Regions from separate parts of the Mus musculus genome. Here all the other regions are linked to region 2. The links are chromatin contacts, called in public promoter capture Hi-C maps. All regions are on one chromosome and are shown on one strand. The core of a region is the stretch at or near the end of the contact, and the rest is flanking DNA. Distances in the headings are between cores, read along the strand shown. Region 1 holds the start of Card19 (caspase recruitment domain family, member 19). Region 2 holds the start of Cks2 (CDC28 protein kinase regulatory subunit 2). Region 3 holds the start of Susd3 (sushi domain containing 3).

What was found. Promoter capture Hi-C pulls out the DNA fragments that hold promoters and counts their contacts.
Region 1: a contact with region 2 is called in a promoter capture Hi-C map of embryonic stem cells. The contact joins the promoter of Card19 here to the promoter of Cks2 in region 2. A contact is called at or near these places in 2 of 39 promoter capture datasets (embryonic stem cells and liver) and 1 of 115 datasets of contacts at active chromatin or transcription factors (stem cell-derived neural progenitor cells).
Region 3: a promoter capture Hi-C map of pre-B cells shows a contact between it and region 2. The contact joins the promoter of Susd3 here to the promoter of Cks2 in region 2.

What each region holds. Positions count from the first base shown.
Region 1 is chr13:49,214,518-49,217,582 of GRCm38.p6, forward strand. Card19 (caspase recruitment domain family, member 19) reads right to left here and starts at 1,509. Exons shown (of 6, transcript NM_026738.2): 1 at 1,420-1,509. The coding sequence starts at 1,426.
Region 2 is chr13:51,643,667-51,646,859 of GRCm38.p6, forward strand. It overlaps Cks2 (CDC28 protein kinase regulatory subunit 2), which reads left to right and starts at 1,566. Exons shown (of 3, transcript NM_025415.3): 1 at 1,566-1,805. The coding sequence starts at 1,747.
Region 3 is chr13:49,246,674-49,249,713 of GRCm38.p6, forward strand. It overlaps Susd3 (sushi domain containing 3), which reads right to left and starts at 1,621. Exons shown (of 5, transcript NM_025491.4): 1 at 1,372-1,621. The coding sequence starts at 1,459.

The sequences.
Region 1 (3,065 bases), core at 259-2,758, 2.4 Mb before region 2:
ACAAAGACTAATGTGTATGGCAGACCCTCAGCTGGTGCACCAGGGCACTGAGCCAAGAATGAACAAGGGATCTGTCGCCCCAGGGCTGCCCATCCAACCCTCTCAGACTTCTGCTTTTCAGTCTCCATCTCCCACTAGAAAAAGGTGGGATGCTTAGAAGTGTCAAAGCGCCAGCAAGTAGACTGCAGAGAGGAAAGCGTATTATTGCCACAATCAAGGCCTGCCTGTGTCCTTCCAGCTAAAAGTTCTCCACCCCCACAACTACCTGTTCTCCTGGAGGTGGGATGTCTCATTTTCCATGGGTATCCTGTCTCTACAATGGGCCCTTGGAGGCCAGCACAGGCGAGATCTGTCCCACACATCCTGATGAACTTACTAGAGGATCTGGGAAACCAGAGGCTGAGGCCAAGGCTCCCATTCTGCTCCTACCACTGACCAGCAGGGTGGTCTGGGGGCACTTACCCAACCTGAGATTTTATCTTCCCATTCCTACACAGACATGAGAATATTCCTTCTGCCCCCAAATGGCTATTCTGAACAAGAGTGTATATTAGGGGCTCTACACATAATGCTCAGAAATTGCAGCTCCAAACAAGAAGGGCCTGGAAGATGGGGTCTCCTCTAACCTGTTCTAGAAGTCACCAGGTTGCAACCTATGAGGTCTTATTTTTGTGCATGCCCAACGCTGACTCCAGTTTAGAGACCCCTGGGATTTCTGGGGTTACCTCATCTCTCTGGGCTATCCCAGGTGAACTCTGCCATATGAAGTACAAGAGACTCCCAGAAAAAAAGTGCATCTGGTAGCTATCACGTTCCCTAGGCTCTAAGGCAGCAGGGGTCCCTCGCTGACTCATCCTCTCATCGGATCTTTTACCGAGAGAACTTAGCACAGCAATGTCACTGTGTCCCTCTGGGATCAGGAATAAAGTGGGTGAGTCCCCAGAGCAAAAGGGTTGGGCTGGGGCAACCAAGCCATCCTGGAGAAGAGGGATCCAGTTGTTGGGTCCGAATTCTCTAGACCCATCTAGAGCGGGAAACACGGGCGTCTCCCTGGTACTACAAGCTACCCAGGTTTGCAGCGCCGGTCCCGCCTCCAAGGGGGTTGTGTGCAAGCGGCGCTCTAAAGTCTCAGCAGACTGGCGAGGAGCACCATTTCCCTCTCTCAGATCCATCCCGTCCCGGGACACCGCCCGTTCCGCAGGCGCAGCCGGTGCAGTGCACCGGGAGAGCGCTCACCTGCTGCTCTTCCTCCTCGACCCGCGACGGCCCCCCACTCAGCACCCGAGACCCCTGGCGCCCCCGGCCCGTCGCGCAGAGCCCGGGACACCCCGCCGCCGCGCGCCTCTTACGCCCGCGTCGCCGGCGCCAGCTGACGCCAAGGTCACACGGCTCCCGTCGCCCTCCTGGACCCGCGCCCACCTGTCATGGCGGAGGACACGGCGCCGCCCCGTCGTCCTCGGCTGTCCGCCGCCCGGCGCGAGGGCTCCGGTGACCGCCGCCCGCAGGCCTGGCCCTAAGCCCCGCCTCTTCCCTATAGGTCCCGCCCAGCGACGACATCTTAGCCCCCAAGCCCCTCCCTCCGATTAGCCACGCCCCTTTCTGTACTTCGCACTGGAGACGCGTCAGCCGTGGGGCGGCTCGGGCTCTAAACAACTTCCCTAACTCTATACTACGCGCAGCAGAGAGCTCGGCCCCTGAGGAGCTTCTCCTGTAGCGACGCCGGGAGTCCCGCTCCAGCTAGCATAAGTGACCTAGCGGAGAAACTCAGTACCCAAGTCCTTGTCTGGACCAGAGAACTCAAGCCACGTCCCGGCTCAAGGCTCGCCCCATTCACAGCCTCTCCAATAGCTACCCGGGTCGGCGTCCCTTCGCCTATGCCCTGCCCCTCCTCCCGGTCTTGTGCCTGCTTTTTGCGGAGGTTAGGAGGTTATTGTGAACTTCTCAGTTCAATTTTCTGCTGCTACGCTCTGGCCACCCCACTCCCATCTCCTGGATGAAGAAACCGAGTCTTAAAAGAGACGAGAATTACCCAAGGTCACATAGGAGGTCAAGTCTGGCATAAAAGGCTGGTGGGAGTTCATTGGCAACCAGGGACCGAACGGAAGTCCACAGGGCCTCGACCGGACAGTGATGAATTGAGACTTAACAGAGAACTTAGTGGGTCCTCGTTCTACCAAGTCCCCCATTTACACAGAGGACAAATGGCTGGCATTGCCGCCTAGTTAAGGAAGTCATGTAGTCTGACCGAGCCTCAATTTTCCTAACTGTAAAATGTGTGGCCTCAGGTGATAAATCTTTCTGCCTCCCAACTTGTTTCCCTTCTGTTGTACATAGGCCTGGCTCTTCAAGCTCTGGTACCAACCACAGGAAGGCCCCAAGCCCAGGCCCAGCTAGGAAATGGAGATCTGCGAGGGTCGGGGAGGCAGGACCCTCACAGCCAGCAATGGCAGCAGGCACCAGATTTTGCTTCTCCGCTGGTGCGGCTAGTCTGGCACACTTTAGAGCTGTAACTTGAGATATTGGAACCAGACCAGGACCAAGACCAGGAATGGAGGCCCCAGGTCTGGATGCACTTCCCGGACAGTCCAGGAACCCCCTGGGTCCCTGAGCCCTCCGTGTCTGTCTCTGTCCTCCCCAGTGCTGCAACCTCTCATCTTGGGAGTGAGAGGCTCGAAAGGAATCTGGAGATTGACTTACAAGGTCACTTAGAGCTCCAAACTCTTGGACCCAGTGGTATTGATCAATACATTCCTGCCCCTTGCTAAAAACTGCAGAAAGCGAGGTTTGCTCAGGTTCCCCACCGGCCAGGCAAATGCAGAGTCAGCAGGCAGCTGTCCTCAGCACTAATCTGTGCCTGCAGAGGGGACAGACAGCATGGACAGACTTTGTTCCAGAGCAGGGTATAGGTACTATGTACCTGACCTACATGTGTGCCTGGGCCAGTCTGGGCTAGATCCAAGGGCTACATCTTGCAGGAACCCTGCACAGACCCCATTGGGACCATTCTGAAGGGCTCCAATTATTGCACACCCATCACTGTGTTCTAGCAGTGGGGTGAGACTGAG
Region 2 (3,193 bases), core at 316-2,815:
CCCTATCAGTGGAGACTTGGAAAGCAGGGCACTTTCTCTAGATCAGCTGTTCTCAATCTACTAGACTCCCATGGGAGCTGAGTATCAGAGATTTACAATTCATAACAGTGGCAAAATTATAGTTATGAAGTAGCAACAAAATATTATAAAGTTAAGGATCACCACTTGCATCAAAGGGCTGCAGCATCAGGAAGGTTGAGAACCACTGCTTAGATAGTAATTAAAGATCTTTCAGAACAGAACTCATACCTCCATATTATTTGTGTTATAGAGTGTATGCTTACATCCTCCTATTTACATGTTGAAATTTTAATCCCACCTGTTGTCTCACGTGATAATATCGGTAGGCAATTAGCACCTTTATTATTTTAGTGCTAAAAATAACTTTAAAGTTGTGCAAGAAGTCAGACGATCTTGTGTTCTCTTTAACTGAGGGCCAAGTGAAGTCGGGAAACCTGTCGTTAAAAGATTGCAGGCACCTGATTACCCAACTCTATAAAAAAATAAAATTGTAGTTACATGCTGACTTCCGTTTTTATTATTTTAGACAGGATCACACTTTGCTATCCTACCATCTGTTAAAGATATTAGGCTGAAGCTGGACGGTGATGGGGCATCCACTTTTAATCCCAGCACTGGGGAGGCAGGGGCAGGAGGATCGCTGAGTTTGAGGCCAGCTTGGTGTACAGAGCGAGTTCCAGGATAGCCAGGGCTACACAGAGAAACTCTGTCTCAAAAACAAAACAAAACAAAACAAAACAAAAAACAGCCGGGCGGTGGTGGCGCACGCCTTTAATCCCAGCATTTGGGAGGCAGAGGCAAATGGATTTCTGAGTTCGAGGCCAGCCTGGTTTACAGAGTGAGTTCCAGGACAGCCAGAGCTACACAGGAAAAGCCAGTCTCCGAAAAAACAAAAACCAAACCAAACTAAAAAAAAAAAAGGAGGAGGGAGGGGTGTTGACCTGGCATTGGAGTACAGGGATTAAAGGTGTGGGCCAGTACGCCCAGCTGCCGTGGGTTACTTTGTTATCCTAACAGCCACACCAGAGCAATTCATCCACTGCAACAAATCGCAAAAATATTAAAAGAAAAATGACACCTGCTCATTGTAGAAAATGGTTGTTATATGTAACTTGCTGCACGAAACCACGACTTAACACCCTTTCAACTTCCTTTTACATGAGCACATCTTTTTAAGATGGGACTAGCTCGCAGCCAAGCGTAATTAGCGTTGCCATCAGGGGCAGCGGAGGGCACCTTACCCTCTGGAACGCTCCGCAGCTGGACTTCCCTGACCACAGAGACCGCCCCCCAGGCGTCTCGTGCCGCTCCGGCCCCCAGAGCCCCGGATACCTCATCTCGTGTCCGCCCACCACCCAACGGTTCTGCCCCCAGGCACGTTCTAAACCACTGCGCACGCGCTGCGAGGCACTTAACGACTCGGCTCCGCCCTTCTCAATATCTCTTGGGGTCGCCGGGCGCTCCTCGCTGAATCGTTAGCCAATCCTTACTCCCGCCCTCGCAATCTTGCAACAGGCTTCTGATTGGTTACCTGTCCTCGAGGTCTGCGCGGAGCGTGATTGGTTGGTGGCTTCGCCCAATCGGCGGAGGGCTGTCGGATTCAAATCCAGAGCGTTGGGCCTGCGGTCGTTGGCCTCATTCGAGTCGTTGCGTCGGCCCTAGGCGGACGTAGAGCCCCTTGCGCCCGGTTTCCTGATCCCGCTTACTCCTCTGCGCGCCGGCAGGATGGCCCACAAGCAGATCTACTACTCAGACAAGTACTTCGATGAGCACTACGAGTACCGGTGAGGAGCGCCTGCGGAGGAGGGCCGCGCTGGGAGGTCAGACCTGGTGGTCGGGACTCGGACCCCCTTAGAGGCCTCCGTCCGTCCGGGCAGCCTTGCTTTGTGTAGTGTTGCGGGGATCGCAGGAGATGGGGAGTCGTTAGATGGGTGGGCAGCGCCTAGTCTGGGAGTTCACGACCGCAAACCGCACTGGCCCGGACTGGCCGGGAGGGGAAGTCCCCGGAAACGCACCCGACGGGCATTATCGAGTGTCTGATGGGTAACGGCTCCAGACGCTGTAACACGGGGCGTTGTTAAAGGGCTTCAAGATCAAATTGAAAACTCGAGATTGCCTTCGGAAGGATTGGGGTGGTGGTGGCTACGTTACCTTCAACTGCTAGTCCATATTGGCCACGTTTGGGGCTTTTGAGGAAGTTTTGAGTTTTAAATCCTGAGATGCGCAGGAAGGTAGTACCTACGTTAATATAATTAGCAAATGGGATTGTGGAAAGTAAGGGAGGATTGTAGTTAACTTTATTGTATCCCTTATGACTTGGGGTGTGGTTTCAAAGGCCTTTCCGTCGCTGGGTTCTTCTGGGTTGGGATTAGAGCGTTGCATTCTGGGACACAGTCAAGGACTCCAGGTGGGTAAAACCTGTTCCTCCCTTGGGCAAATAGTGACCTTGTTTTCTGTTTGCTGCCCTTTTAGGTTAGTGTCCAGAATGCTGTTTGAGGGATGAGACACTTTTTAAAAGAGTGGCTTCACCGCCCCACCCCCCATTCTCTCAGTCCGCTAGTGTAGAAGTCTTCACAGCCAGAAAACTTTTTCCAGGCTGTTTGACGATGCACTAATGCTATAAACTTGAATGTTCTTAAGTAGGGAAGTCTCATGGGTTTTTTTTTTCCCCCTTACTAAAAAATTTAAATACATAACAGTCTTTACATAGTAATTACAAACTTCACAATGGTAACCATGTGATAATTGGCTTAATATTTGGTCGTTATAGTAACTCAGAACTTGGTTTGGAAATATCCAAAAATGACCGAAAGTAATTGTACTGTCTTTCTAAATTAGGCAAATAATTATTTGGATGGAAATGTTTAGCATATGGGTTTATATACATTTCTTTAGTTGTCAAAGTGAGATAGTTTTAGTTTCTAAACTTGGAGTATATAAGTTGTGCGTGTTTTGGGGAGCAACTGCTGGTCTGTCTTAAGTATTTTACTCCAATATAAAGTAGGAGCTAGTTTATTACCCACTGGAATCCAGAGGTCAAAAAAAGTGTTTTATTTTGAAACATGAAGTGTTTAAGCTTGCTGTTCTGCCTTAGCAGTTGCTGAGATGGTGGGTGTGTTGCCACACTAGCTTGAGCTTAACTGACCAACCTTTACAAAAGAATTAGAGAGGT
Region 3 (3,040 bases), core at 371-2,870, 2.4 Mb before region 2:
CTACAACAAGGAGCCTGGGACATGCTTAGAAACTGGGTGCCAAGGACACACTGTGAGGATGTGGATTCCTCCTGATGCCAGGTAGGGCAAGGGACAACTGAGACACTGGACTCTCAGACTTTCTCCAGAGATTCCGATGCAAATAGCCTTTTGTTTGCAAATTAAGCAGGGCCCCAAGGCCACCCCAAGGGATAACCTTAGGCAAGGCCATCCACTTCTAGCTGGTGACACCTACTCCTCCAGACTACTATGCAGAAGGTACTCACAAGCATGTCCCCCCTTCCCCCCAGCAGTACCAGGCCCAGAGTTAGCCTCTTCTAACACAAAGGCGCTCCTGTGGAGTAACAATTAGAAAGCTAAAACTAGCCACACCTGTGGGGCCAGCAATGGGCTGGCACGATGGGATGGTATCAAACGGATCAAACCCACTAAAGGTTTCTCAACCTGGGGGTCAGTCGACCCTTTCACAGGGATCTCCTAAGACCGTTAGAAAACACAGTTATTTGCAATAGGATTCATAACTAGCAGGATTACAGTTATGAAGCAGCAATGGAAATAAATTTATGGTTGGGGGTTACCACAGCACGAGGAACCGTATTAAAGGGTCGCAGCATTATGACGGTTGAGAAGCACTGCTCTAGGGTGAGGGCAATGTGCCTACAGATCCTCAGCTTCCTCCAGTGCAATGCAGCTAAGCCCTCCACAGAGGCAGGAAACCTCCTGGATGCGCAGGACTGAGCTCTTGGGAGGAATGTGGTTTTGGTGGTGTTTCTAAGAGTTAGCAAAGCTGACATCAGCATCGCTTCTCGCCCTTTTGGCTAAGATCAAGTGTAGAACCCTCTTCGGCACACTTAACAACCATTTTCCCTCCTCCCGGAGACCTCTGACCTTTGACAGCCTAGATGCAGCCCGGGTCCTGGTTGCTGGATAACCTCCCATCTCCTCTATCACAGGCTCACTTTCCCTTTGGTAAAGTGTGGCTGGAGTAATCAACAAAGATGATAACAACTCTCTGCAACCCAGAAGACATTTCCATGACTCCCTCCAACCCCGGGCCGCACACCCCGCCAGGTGAAGCCGGCTCCGACTTCCGCAGGCACCTGGGACTGCGCGGGGCGACCGTCGCCGAATCCGTGCAAACGCTAAGAGGTGCCCGCCGCCTGGTTTCGGGCCGCTCGCCGCCCCGTTTCGGCTCAGTTGGGGTCGCCCGCTGGATCGGCGGGAAGTCAAGAAGAAAGTTCGTTCTCGAGAAGGCCCTGGCAGTGCGATGCACGCCCCCTTCCTGGACAGGGTCCCCAGCACAGCAGCCCCTCGCCCCTCTACTTCTCCGTCGGTGAAGAGGGCACTGAGAACTGCGGCCCTAGCCCTCACCTGTCTGGTTCACTGGGACAGGCGTTGTGTTCCCAGCACGCCACCGCGGCCTCGCTCGGCCCCGAAGGGTCGCAGACGTTCGGCGCATCCTGAGCGCTCCGCAGTGTTCTGTGGAGCTTGCGGAGGTGGGGGCGGGACTTAATTGAGGGGCGGGTCGTTGGAAGGCGTGGCTGTCTCTAGCCACACCCAGGTCGCGCCCTCCAAGACGCTAGAGTTGAACTTTAGTCCGGTCCCGCCAACCCCTTGCACTGGGTGGCAGAAGTGGGATTGGACACCTGGAGGGGCAGAGAATGGGGAGCCTCCAGGCTGATCGCCTCGAAGTAAGCCTTTGAGCTAGAGCCGTCTTTCTGCACACCCTTCCTCTCCCGACTCACCTTTGGACTCTAGGGCCAGGCAGGTGACCTTGGAGAGTGACAGCCTCCTCATTCTCTTCTGGAGTCAGGGTTGGTAGCACCCCCTAATGTCTCCTTTTCACTTGAACTTGCGAGTCACGCGTGATGTGACTTTCTTTAATGTCCTAAAGTTGAAATCAAGCTTATGTCCGGTCTGCTGCATCGTGAAAGGCAGGTCCATCCACAGACCCCACTGTGATACCAACCCCTCTCCTACCCCACCCCCACCATACTCTGAGATATCAGAATTCCTGGCCACATAGCCAGAGATCCCTGTCTGCCAGTGGAGAGCAGCTGCCTGGAGGCTCAGGGATGGGACTTAGAGGGATTTAAAGTGTCCTTGATTTGTGGGTAGAAGCTGTGAAGGACGTGGGGGGGGGGAGGCACCTACCACCATCGTGTGGCTCAGTGCCGCCCCTCCCCCCTCCCCCTCCCCCTCCCCCTCCCCCAATGTTCAGCAGCGCTGACCAACAGTTATTTAGGGTGGGGATGTTTCCTAGGCTTACAGAACAAAGCACTACAGATAGAACTCCACAGAACCACAGATCCACGTTGTCTCATCATACAGGAGGTGGGGCCAGAGCTCTTCAAAGTCTCCAGGGAGCATCCTTTTTTTCTTTAGATTTATTTTACTTTTATGCATGAACGGTTGGCCTGCATGTATGTGTGCCTTCTGCATGCCAGTGGTTGGCTGTGTGTCACCATGTGGGTGCTGGAAACCAAACTCAGATCACATGCAAGAACAGCAGGTGCTCTTTACTGCTGAGCTATCCTTCCAGCTCTTGTTTTCTTGGTTCTTTAGTCTCTACTCAATAGAAAAAAAAAATGAGAATTTCACCCCCAAAACCTTTCACAATGACTCAAGCCCTAACATTCCATTGTCGATGGGTAAAAGGTTCAGATAAGAGCTGTACAGGGCGCCGGGGCGGTGGTGGCGCACGCCTTTAATCCCAGCATTTGGGAGGCAGAGGCAGAGGCAGGCAGATTTCTGAGTTTCAGGCCAGCCTGGTCTACAAAGTGAGTGCCAGGACAGCCAGGGCTACACAGAGAAACCCTGCCTCGAAAAAAACTCCCTCCCCCCCCCCCCAAAAAAAAAAGAGCTGTCCATGGGAAAGCACAAGGATTAACTTCCTGATGGTAGGTTAGAGGGGAGGAGAGGAGTTGGTTATATGCCTGGGATCTGACCACTTTGCAGTTCTACCATCCAGGGTGAGTCAGCTCATCAACAACTAGCACCCACCTCCACCCACCTCGGGTTCAGAAATGATGGCTTGAGA